4 separate regions of the Mus musculus genome follow, and all the other regions are linked to region 4. A link is a contact called in public HiChIP or PLAC-seq and promoter capture Hi-C data. All regions are on one chromosome and are shown on one strand. Each heading gives the region's core, a stretch centred on a gene start, on an enhancer-like site or on the middle of the called end of the contact. The rest is flanking DNA. Distances are from core to core; before and after follow the strand shown. Region 1 holds the start of Cotl1 (coactosin-like 1 (Dictyostelium)). Region 2 holds the start of Map1lc3b (microtubule-associated protein 1 light chain 3 beta). Region 3 holds the start of Atp2c2 (ATPase, Ca++ transporting, type 2C, member 2). Region 4 holds the start of 1190005I06Rik (RIKEN cDNA 1190005I06 gene).

Region 1 (2,700 bases), core at 118-2,617, 790 kb before region 4:
CCTCTGTTTCCAGAATATGCTGAGCTGCTCTGCACACCAGCTCCTTTAGAGATCTCTTTACCAATGGTGTTGAGCTGTTCTACGGGAGCTGTGGCCATTCAGGCCCTGTGTTCTTTCATGGTCCACATGTCCCAGGGAAGCTTAACACACACAAACCTTAGGGTTCCCTGGGATGCTTTTAGTAAGGTCACACATCTGCTTGATTCCTCCACACCAAACCATGGAGCAATCTCAGCTCTCCATGCCCCACCCCAGCCAGTGGCCATTCGCTCCAAAGGAAACTGGCCGCTGGGACCTCGCAAGTCAGCTTCTCTTTATCCAGGCCTGGTATAGCAACATCGGATACACATTCTTGGTGCGTGTTTCTGTACTCTTCAAATTAAAGGCTTGTACAGAAGCAGATAGGGACAAAGATGGAAGGGAGAAAGGAGGGTGGGGCCCTGGGTTCTGCCTTTAGCTTGCAGCCCCCAGGGGCTTCGGCGTTTATTGTTCACTGACCAATCAGAGAGGGTGGAGTTTGAACTGCCCCTTCTGACCTGGAAACCCAGTGGACCACAGGGTGCGGGAGCGGAAGAAGCCGACTGACACTACCGGGGGAGGAATCTCCTCGGGTCACTTGATGGTGATGTCCACAGGGGTTGGGGGCAGGGTGGGGGAGGGATACACTCGGGACTTTGGAAAGCTCAGATCAGAGCTTTGCATGGCTGTGCACACCCACCCTACCAGTACTAGACGCTTGGGGCAAGAGGATGGCCAGTTGGAGGTCACCCTGGATATATAGTGAGCCCCTATCTCCAAAAACACAAAGACAAAACCAAAACAAACAAACAAACAAAGCCCCAGCCCAGATCTGCTGCTGCTTGGACGCCCAGCAGCTCGCTGCCCAGGGTGCCCACCCTCTTTCAAAAGGTCTCATGAGGGTCGCCCTACCTGTGCACTGCTGGATGAAGTGCTGGTAATCTGCTCCCTGATCGCCGGGGACAATGGTGGCGCCGTCGTATCTGAAAGTCACCCTTTGGGTTGGAGGAAGAAAAGAAACATAGGTGAGCGGCGGCGGCGAGCGGCACGAAGCAGGTCACTACTGGCTTCCCCGGCCCCGCGGCGTTGCTCACCAGATGACCGCCGAGCCGTCGTCCCGCACTAAGTTGTACGCCGCGCGACACGCCTCCTTGTCGATCTTCGTGGCCATGGCCGCCGCGAGGACACTGCCGGAACCAGTGAACGCGTCCCTGATCCGCTACGAGAGTCGAGCGGGCTCCGAGAGTGGGCAGGGGAGGTGGCCGCTCGCAACAGCAAGCTAAGGTCCTCGGAGAGAGGCCCGCGGTTACTGCAGAGCCAGAGCGCGCGCGGGGACTCCACTCCCGTGAAAGCCACGCCCCTTCGCTCCCATTGGTCAGGCGAGGCGGGGGCGGGGCGTCTCGCACATCCGGCGGCCAATCCCAGTCTGTGCGGATTGCGCAACTCCGCGGAGGGCTGGAGGGGGGCCCTTCCTCCTCGTCTTCCCTTCCTCCGCCTTCTTCCCTCCCCACTCCGTGGGCCCCAGCCCCTCGCTTCTTCCACCACCTTCTGTGTTCTCCGATCTCGCTCTCCTTCCTCCTTCCCTCTCTCCTTCCCTCCATTCCTCTCCTTCCCTTACGCCGTTGTTCTCCTCTTCTTTCAGCCTCTACCTTGTTCGCCTTCTCATCTCTCCTATTTATCCCACCCCAAGCCCCTTTTCCCTCCTCCCTAAGGCCTCCTTCCTCCTTCTCCTCTGCATCTTCCCTCGAATCTTCTTATTCTCTCTTCCTCCCTCGTTCCCTCTACCAGTGAGCTGGGCTGCAGAGCTCTCCACCCCTCCCCCTCCTTCAGAAGAATAACTTAAGTCAGCACTCAGATGAGCCAGGCTGGCCAAGGCTGGCGCCCCTAACCCAGTGTTTGTTTGCTCTTTGGATTTGGAAAGGGAAGAAGTGGAAAGAAGGAAGCATTTCATTTGGAAAGAGAATCACTGTTGACTTTGTAGCCTGGCTATCTGCAGTCACGTGGGGTGCTGGGGCGGGATGGGGCGGCATCCTTAACCCCCTTACTGGGTCATTCATTCACTACTCCTCTACCATCTGTCCTACCGGCAGGTGAAAGGCTGGCCCTGGAGGCCCAGCTCTAGAACTGCTTGTAATTCTCAGCCCCGAGCCATAGGGCAAGCTCTGAAACCTTATCAAGAGGACTGCTCTCTCCCCGTGGTAAGACGAGCCTCAGGGAGCCTCAGCAGGTGCCTTCAGCCTTAACTGAAATGATGTACAGAAACCAGGGCGGGCATCAAAAGAGGTCACTGTTGGTTTGCTATTGACTAAAACGGATCATAGACAGAAACTGAAAAGATCTGGAACATGTATAAGGGATAGGAAAACCCTTAGGCCTGAAGGTGTGGCCCAAAGAGCCAGCATCTGTGAGGTCCCAGGTTCTCTCTCTCAGTACCTCACCTTAAAAAAAAAAAAGAAAAAGTCTTGACACAGTACCTCACCAGGCAGCTCAGAACTCAAGAGGTTAAAAAAGAAGGGTTATACATTGACAACCAGGCTGGGCTGCATACTGGTTTCCAGGCCTGCCTGGGCTACAAAATAAGACCCTGTCTCAGATTAGGAGAGATGGTTTATCCTCTGCTAGAGGACTTTAGATTCTTTCTCAGTACCCATGTCTGTAATTACAGCTCCAGGGGAATCTGAT
Region 2 (2,700 bases), core at 70-2,569, 960 kb after region 4:
AGCAAACAAAGGAAAGTAACCAGCCCTCAGGATTTCACTCCATAATGTGTTTTCAGCTTTTCCCGGTCACAGAGATGTAGAAGATCCCTTGGACAAACAGCACTTGAAGAAGGTTATTTCCATTTAAAGGAGGAAGTCTGGGCTGTAGGGATAGTACAGTGTCAGGTGGTAGGTCTGCAGGGTCACAAGGCTGGCTCAGATGTGGCATCACTGGGGGTGGGATGGGGGTGAGGTGGCTGCTCCACACTCTAGACCTGTCTGTCACCTGCTCCTACAAACTGAAGATAGGAAGTAGCTTGAGGCCCAGAGAAAGTGCTAAACCGTGGCTGACTGACCATTGGCCTGGCCTGAGGAGACTGAAACCTGTCCTAGCCTGTAATCAGGCCCAGGCTCAGCAGGAGTCAAAGTGAGGACATGCCTGTGATAAAGCCACCCTGGGGTCACCTGAGGTAGAAGGATCTGTCTGAGAAGGGACAGCTGAGATAAAGCTCTTGGGACAGAACTGTGCTCTGTGGCTTTCCAAGGTGGATCCTGTCGGGATCAGGCCTCTGCTGCAGTTCCTGGACACAGTCTGATTGCTCACCAACCAAAAAAATCTAAAAAAACAAAAAACGTGATAGGTGGTAGTAAGGAAATGAGGGCACACATGGGCTAGCACCCTGGAAAGATAGGTGAGCCATGCCCCTCAAATTCCATGCTCAGCAAGCTCAGACACATAAAAGGGCTTTTATGGGAAGAGAGAGTGGACAGGTTGCACAGCAGGTGTTGTCATCGTCTTTCTTTTTGCTGGAACAAGTCATTGATCTTGCCCTCCAGTGACAAGTCTGTAGTCCCTAAGACCTTGCTTCTCTGCGACTTCGACTTAGGAGTAAATACTTGTGTTTATGGCAGCACAAGACTCGCAGGGGAAGAGCCACAAGATCAGATCCAACCATAAGTCTCCAGACGTCTCCATAATCGTAAAGATTTAGCAGGCAAGACCACAAGTCAGTTTTTTGTTATTTGGGTTGGGGGTGGGTAGAATTTAGGAATATCAAATACAGCGGCAAGGGAGCGGACATTGGACCACCAGCTGGATCATGCAAGGACTGAAGGGGAATGAAGTCTGCAGGACTCCATCGCACCAGCGCCCGACCCACGCAGACAGTTAACAGATGCTCGCCCAGCGTGTGCCCAGCGAGCGCCCAGCGTAGCTGGCGTAGGCGCAGGCGCATGGCTTGGGCGCGTGCACGCTTGCGCGCCGCCGAGCTTCCGCCACGCCTGTCATGGCCGCTCTCGGGGGCCGCCCTCGGCCCCACCCTCGGTGACGCGCCGCGAGTCACCTGACTCGGCTGCGGACTGAGACACACACAAGGGAAGTGATCGTCGCCGGAGTCAGATCGTCTGGCTCGGGACCCCCGCGCGCCATGCCGTCCGAGAAGACCTTCAAGCAGCGCCGGAGCTTTGGTGAGCCCCGCGGGCCCGGGGATGGGAGATCCGGGTGCCGGGAGCGCTGAATGCCCGGACGCCGGTGGTGTCTTGCGGGGCCGAGACCCGGCGGGGCCCGGAGCGACGCAGCCAGTGGGATATTGGTCTCGGGGGGGTTCGGTCTCCGGGGTAGCTCGGGTGCTCAGCGTCGCCTTGGCCGTCGGTCGCCGATGGGCTCGGCGTCCCCTGCGGGACTGGAGGCCCGACCCCGGTGGCGTAGGGTACCGCAGGCTCTGCGCGCTTGGCTGTGTCCTTCGTGGGCCCCAGGTCCGGGCGCCCCGCAAGCCTCGGAGCAGCACCCAGCCGCCTTTGCACCCGAAGTCGTCTTGGGCATATGTGTGTGTGTGGAGGGGGGGGTGGCCTTTGTCTCATAACGGAAACTTAACAGCTGTTTTGTTTTGTTTGCTTGTACTGATCTTAAGTTATTCTGGAACAGCCCTCAAGAAAGGAGTGTGGGTTGGGGAAAATGAGCCGTGCACAAACATTAGCTCTGACGCGGGTCCCCAGAGTGGCCGGGGGTAATCTCTCCGAAGCTCCATCTGGCTTGCGATTGTTTTTCTCTAGATTGCCTTCCCTCTCTCCCTAACCCAGCTATTCTGAAGAAAGCGCGGGCATCCGATTGCTGCGGCTTTCCTTTGCTTTTTGACTTTATTGGACCTAAACTGGTGGGCACTGACAGTTGAGAGGTTCCCCACACAGATGTTCAAAGCGGCCCCTTTGAGGAGGCCAGGACCGGTCTTGCTCCTTTCCAGTGAGTTTGGAGGGATTTAGGTTGGAGCTCTAGAGTTTCCACTATCCAGACTGCGGGAATGTTTACAAGGTGGATGGATTTAGGTAGGGCTCACCCCAAACCGACCCTTTGTAGCTGAAGCACCTGGGTGGGGCTTAGGGCGGTGAAGCTCAGGGTCCGCCTAGTGGCAGAGTCCCATTAGCTTTCTGTTATAAATTCTTACACTTCCAGTAAGCAGCGATCATCCCCAGTGCTGTAAGGAAGGAGACTGGCAGCCAGGAGGCCCGTGTAGGCTTGCAGATTCTTAGAAGGACGCGCCCAATTTCCCAAGTTTAGAACTGATCACGTGATTTCAGGCTTCTCAAGTGGTTCCACTGAGTTTTTCTGGGGTGATCCAGTGTTTGCTTCCCCACCCCCAAAACGGTCCTAAACTCCAGGTTACTGGGTGTGTATCCGCAGGAAAGCTTGTTTGCTCAGCCTAAATAAATAGCCCCGGGGAGAAT
Region 3 (2,700 bases), core at 189-2,688, 930 kb before region 4:
GACTCAGCCCATGAGGGGACACCAGTGGGCTTATACTCAGCCCACAAGGGGACACCTGGCTTATACTCAGAGCTATTTCTGCTCCTGAAGCTCCCCCCACTTGCACACAGTGGGTCTCTACTCTCTCAGTGTCTACCCTGCAGGCCCTCCACGCACAGTAGGCAGTTCATCCTATTGCTCTCTCAGGTCCTGTCTTCCTGCCATGTCCACATCTTTGGAGGCAGTCTCTCAAACCAGCTCTCTGGTGCTGTTTTCCTCTGGGATGCCAACTCACCTCACGGAGGAGTAAACTGAGGTGGAGAGAGGAGGGTAAAGTCACCCAAGGTCACACATGTCTGGAAGGACGTGGCCTGGACTGCAAAGCTGAGGAAGTCCAGTTTCCCTCCTTTTTTTTAGGATTGGGTGGGGGGCGGGGTGAAGTCTCCTGCTGGGGGAGGGGCCTCACAGCGGGAGCAGGCATCGTGGTGGGGGATGGGCGGCAGGATGATGGAAGTGCTTTGGCTTTGTTAAGAGAGAAAGATGCAGGGGGGACATGAAGCCCACTAAAGCGTCCAGTCAGGTTGACTAGGACGGCAGTGGCCACCGCCTGGGGGAGCCAGTGAGGCACGTGGTAACTATTTGCGCAAAGGGGACAGGTTAGTCGAACAAACAAATATGCAGTCAGTTGATCAACTGCCAGAGGTCAAAAGTAAACCCAGGATGGGGCATGACCCAGCCTTCTCCAGGGCCACCTCTGCTCCGTGGAGCTAGGGACCCTGGTCCACCTAAAAAGCCATAAAAAATCCCGCTCAAGTTTAAGAGTGAAATTGAAAATTGAAGCGGCTTAGTAGGGCTCCCGTAGAGGGTTTTCCTTGTAGCTTTCCAGAGCACGCACTGGGCAGCCCGAAGTGTAGGACACCCCTCTCCGCGTTACAGGGTACCAGTGTGCTGCCGATGCAAACACGCTCTGTGCTGAGCCCTTCCGGATCACACTGTTTTCCTGGATCCCCAGTTTTCCTGGGACAGGGGGTGCTGTTCTGATCATTAGAAAGAGAGGAGTGTGCTCTACAGGTAAACATATCTTCCACAAGTGGCTGTGGCACCCCCAGTTTCCGTACTCCCAAAGGCGCATCTACATAGGTGTAGGTAAGGCTGTCTCAGCTTTCTGCTCTTATTTCAGTTACAGATGCGACCAGGTGGCTCAGAGAGGCCAGATGATTTGACTGGCCCCGAGCTGCTCTATCCCAGGTAAGGCTTTTAACTCAGGACTTTCTCCCTTTCAGGCGATTCTTATGCTCTGGCAGGTTTGGACAAGAATCAGAGCTCTGAGACCACACAGAGGCTTCCTGATCCTTCCTGAGCCGCTGCGGCTGACCCTTGGAGTTTGGGGTCCTGGCGCCAGCGGGGCGGGCCAGGCGTGCAGAGGGCGGAGCTGCTGGGCCCTGCCCAGGGGCGGAGCTCACCTGGGGACCAGGTAGACAGCTCCCCGGCAACCTGGCCGCCCGGGAAGCCTGGGCGCGCAGCAGCCGCGGCCTCGCTAGGGCCCCAGGGACGCGGGCAGGGACTGCGACCAGCCCCACGGCCGGCTGTGGAGCAGCCTGGACACCAGTTCACCATGGGGAGACGCCTCAAGTTTCTGCAGAAACTGGCCTTCTTGGGCCAGAACCACCGGTACAAGGCGCTGGAGAGGGACGAGGTGGAGACCCTGGTGAGTCTGGGCGATTTGGTATGAAGCGTGGAATTAGATCCCACATTTGTCCCCTGGGACTCTGTATCTGACCCCTGGGAACCCGTGGATCACTGGACTCTGAGATTCTTCTCAGCACCTCAGTTGACTCTGAAAAGAACCTAGCTTCGAAGTAAGCAGCTCCACCAGGCTCAAGGCGCAGAACTCAGCAATTAACTTGGTTAGGCCAGCCCATTTTGGGACCGAGAAACTAAGGCCGGTGCTCTTTAAGGGCATGGAGTTAGCAGGCCACCTAGCCAGAAGTTAACTTCGTTTTCTCCGATTCAGGGGAGTTTAAACTCCTCTACCCAGAGAGACAGCTGCGTGAACTTTTACAGAAAGGCTGCCGGGATTGAAAGGGATGTGGACCCAAAACAAAAACAAACAAACAAAAAAGCCACACAAAATCCCGCTCAAGTTTAAGAGTGAAAATTGAAATTTGAAGCTGTTTAGTAGGGCTCCTGTAGAGGGCTTTCCTCCACATCAATGTGGTTTTTAAAAAGCTGCTCTGAGCCAACGCATGGTAGCACATGCCTCTTATCCCAGCACTTGGGAGGCAGGGACAGATAGATCTTTGAGATAGAGACCAGTCTAATCTGTATAGTGAGTTTCAGTCCAGCCAGAGCTACACAGAGAAACCCTTTCTTAAAAAGCAAACCAGAACCCCACTCTGAATGGTATAATGTCTTTGAACCTTAAGGTAGCTTCTGGGCTAACCTTACAGAGCTTCAGTGCAAGAAGTTTCTCTACAGGACCAACAGCCATAACGTTGTTTCTGTGACTCTGATGGTGCCGTTGGGGTCCAGCCAGCACAGCTCCCCACCCCTGCCAGCTTTGTAAAGGCTGAGAGTGGAAACTCACAGCACACCCAGAACTCCATGCTTGTCCATGGGGAGCTGAGACCTGTGCTCTTTAAGGGCATGGAGTTCTCAGGCCACCTAGCCAGGGAGTCTTGTCTTGCCGAGGGGGAAGAGGGTCTAGGTTAAATTTGTAAC
Region 4 (2,700 bases), core at 30-2,529:
AACTGCTGGCTAAGCACTCACATCTCCGCGTCCTCAGCCCAGGAGGACGAGTTGCTTTGTAAGTGACCTACACCTCCCTAGGGGACGCACACTCCGGCCTGGTGTGTGCCCACCAGCTGAGGCCTTCCAGGGACAGATTAGACACAGCTTTCCACGGCCTTGGGGCTGGTGGAGGGATTAAGTCTTTCCATAAATATACAGCCTTTCTCCTGTGCAGAGGACCCGGACCTGAGGGAGGGGGGACCACGAAGGGGACCAAGCTACATTGTGTCCTGACTAGGAAAGGGATCTGGATAGGCAAGAGGTGCTTTCAGCTGCTAGCACAACCAGAGAGGTGTCTCAGGCTGGAGAGAGACATCAGAATCTGCCACACAGGAGAAGCCGTCTGGGACTCAGTTTCCTTGTCTGTAAAACAGGGCGTGTTCTAACATTTCTCTACTCTCTCGGGAACGACTCCTACATTGCGCTGCACCGTTCTCTTGGCAAAGGCCAGAAGTCCTTCCTGCCCTCAGAGTCCCCAAGGGGAGCTGCGGGTCCTCTTTTTAATAAGCGCCCTCCCCAGATCTGCCAGGGCCAGCCCTGCCAAGAGAAGTGCCTGCTTCGAGCGGGTCGCCCTTTGCGGTCGCGAAGCTGCTTTGATGTACTGGGCGCCCCTAAGCGAGGCAGCTCATCAATAATACATTGGAAACACTTGGTGGAGGGAAGCGGTTCCTCCCGAGGCCTCCTGCCCCCACCTTGCCCGACTGCTCGGCAACCTGACAACCCAGCCGGGTGCAAAGAGGGGCCTGAGGCTGCCACGCGCGGGACACGCCCCCGCCCGATGTCAGACACGCGGCCAGAGGAGGCCGAGCTGATCAGCGAAGTCTGCAGGAAGTTGTGGGACGCCAGGGTCCAAAGGGTCCCCCATCACTCTGGAGTCCCCACCACCTTGGGGTCTCCACAGGCCACCCCTCCCCCGTCTCCACCCCACCCCATGCTCCCTACCCTCCCGGGTTCCCCAACCCGGGTCTCCACCGTCTCGGATTCCCCACCTCGGGGTCCCCTTGGTCCCAGATCTCCACGATCCTGGGGTCCCTCGTCCTGGGTCCCTATCCCAGGTCGCCAAAACCCAGGTCCCGGTGCGTCCGCCGTGGCGCGCACGGCGCGCGCACACTCACCGCTTCCTGGGGCGCGCTGGGCGCGGACGCTGGCGGCCGTGAGGGACACCAGGCGACGCGCTTGCAGCCGTGGGCCGCGGGGGTCATGGCCCGGCCTGCTCTGCCTGCAGCCGCGCTTGCCTCGGCCCCCGCCCGGCACCTGGAGGGCGGCGCCGCCCGGGCCGCTCCGCCCCGCAGCCCGCCCAGGGCTCAGCCACAACCCCTGCCGCCGCGCCTCCCTGCCCGCCTCCCCCACCGCAGCCGCGCTCCCGGCACCGGGCAAAGTTTGGGCATCGGCCGGCTGTCCCCGGTTCTGTGGAAGGAAATGGGGAGCCCGGCTCCGCCTCCTGTGCAGAGACGCAGAGGTAACGCCCCCGGCTCGTCGCTGCAGTTGGGAGGTTCAGGTGGCATTGTGACTCCCGGGCTTCCCCGCTGCTGGGTTCTGGCATTTTGACTGGCCACGTGCCCCCGCCTGTCACAGCTGGCAGAGGACCTGAGGGTGAAGACTCAGAGGCCTCGGGCTGCCGCCTCCCCACTCCCTATATCATGATTACTTTTGTATTATTTGAGATAGGGCCTCTTGTAGCCCACACAAGGCTGCCCTTGAACCCCTGATCCTCTGACCTCTATCTCCTAAGTGCTAGGATTACAAGCTTGGGGCCAATGCCTAGCCACCTTTATTTTTATGTTTTTGATGTCATGGCTTCCCCGTACCCCTCCTCCATACATCCAGCAAGTATCCACCACTGAGCCATACACCCACACCCTTTCAATACCCAGGTGTGGCTTCCAGCCCTGTCTCTTTTTCTTTTCTTTTCTTTTCTTTTTTTGGTTTTTCGAGACAGAGTTTCTCTGTATAGCCCTGGCTGTCCTGGAACTCACTTTGAAGACCAGGCTGGCTTCGAACTCAGAAATCTGCCTGCCTCTGCCTCCCGAGTGCTGGCCAGCCCTGTATCTTAATGGTTCTCTCATGGGACCCTCCTCAATGCCCCACGCACCTGCCTAGATCAATTCTTTGTCGCAAGTCTGTAGCGTGTGGCCACTCTACCAGCCTCAGGTCTCCGTACCCCCGGGCTGTGTATGTTTCTAATGACTATAAGGGGAAACTGAGTCCAGGGCAGGAAAGTGGAATTCCTGCGGTGGATACACAGGTACGATCCTACTATGAACCATCACTAAAGAAAAATGCAGTGACATTTCAGACCCTGGCTTTGTTAAGGCCACAGGGATAGGAGATGGATCAAATATTCTTCAGAATTCCAGCAGAAGTGGGTAGGATAGCCCATGTCCCACCTTCCCCAGGCAACATGGGGCCTGCCCTGGCTTGAGCCCCCAGGTCCTCGTGTGAAGTGGGCATTCCTGGGCCAGCACTTTGTGCCTGCCTGCCATGTCTGTCTCCAGGCATGAACCAGGATGGGCGGAAGTGTTTAGGAGCTGGAGCAGGGCGTTTGCTGTGGTCTCCAGCTTCACAACACAGCATGTTACATCACCTCCCCCAGCCGTGCCCCTTCTCTGGAACACAGAACAGATGCTTCCCATACATGTGTACACATATTTGATTAAA

Evidence for each region. Promoter capture Hi-C pulls out the DNA fragments that hold promoters and counts their contacts. HiChIP or PLAC-seq counts read pairs in DNA pulled down with a chosen protein or histone mark.
Region 1: a contact with region 4 is called in a promoter capture Hi-C map of pre-B cells, with 2.3 times the contacts expected there. The contact joins the promoter of Cotl1 here to the promoter of 1190005I06Rik in region 4. A contact is called at or near these places in 2 of 39 promoter capture datasets (cranial neural crest and pre-B cells).
Region 2: a promoter capture Hi-C map of liver shows a contact between it and region 4, with 3 times the contacts expected there. The contact joins the promoter of Map1lc3b here to the promoter of 1190005I06Rik in region 4. A contact is called at or near these places in 2 of 39 promoter capture datasets (hippocampal neurons and liver) and 4 of 115 datasets of contacts at active chromatin or transcription factors (bone marrow-derived macrophages, extraembryonic endoderm stem cells and pancreatic cancer cells).
Region 3: an HNF4G HiChIP or PLAC-seq map of pancreatic cancer cells shows a contact between it and region 4. The contact joins the promoter of Atp2c2 here to the promoter of 1190005I06Rik in region 4.

The regions. Positions count from the first base shown.
Region 1 is chr8:119,839,212-119,841,911 of GRCm38.p6, forward strand. Cotl1 (coactosin-like 1 (Dictyostelium)) reads right to left here and starts at 1,368. Exons shown (of 4, transcript NM_028071.3): 1 at 1,113-1,368; 2 at 931-1,013. The coding sequence starts at 1,189.
Region 2 is chr8:121,589,119-121,591,818 of GRCm38.p6, forward strand. Map1lc3b (microtubule-associated protein 1 light chain 3 beta) reads left to right here and starts at 1,320. Exons shown (of 4, transcript NM_026160.5): 1 at 1,320-1,446. The coding sequence starts at 1,407.
Region 3 is chr8:119,698,571-119,701,270 of GRCm38.p6, forward strand. It overlaps Atp2c2 (ATPase, Ca++ transporting, type 2C, member 2), which reads left to right and starts at 1,439. Exons shown (of 27, transcript NM_026922.1): 1 at 1,439-1,687. The coding sequence starts at 1,595.
Region 4 is chr8:120,633,111-120,635,810 of GRCm38.p6, forward strand. 1190005I06Rik (RIKEN cDNA 1190005I06 gene) reads right to left here and starts at 1,280. Exons shown (of 4, transcript NM_197988.3): 1 at 1,158-1,280. The coding sequence starts at 1,244. All of the region lies in intron 1 of Gm27021 (predicted gene, 27021), which reads right to left.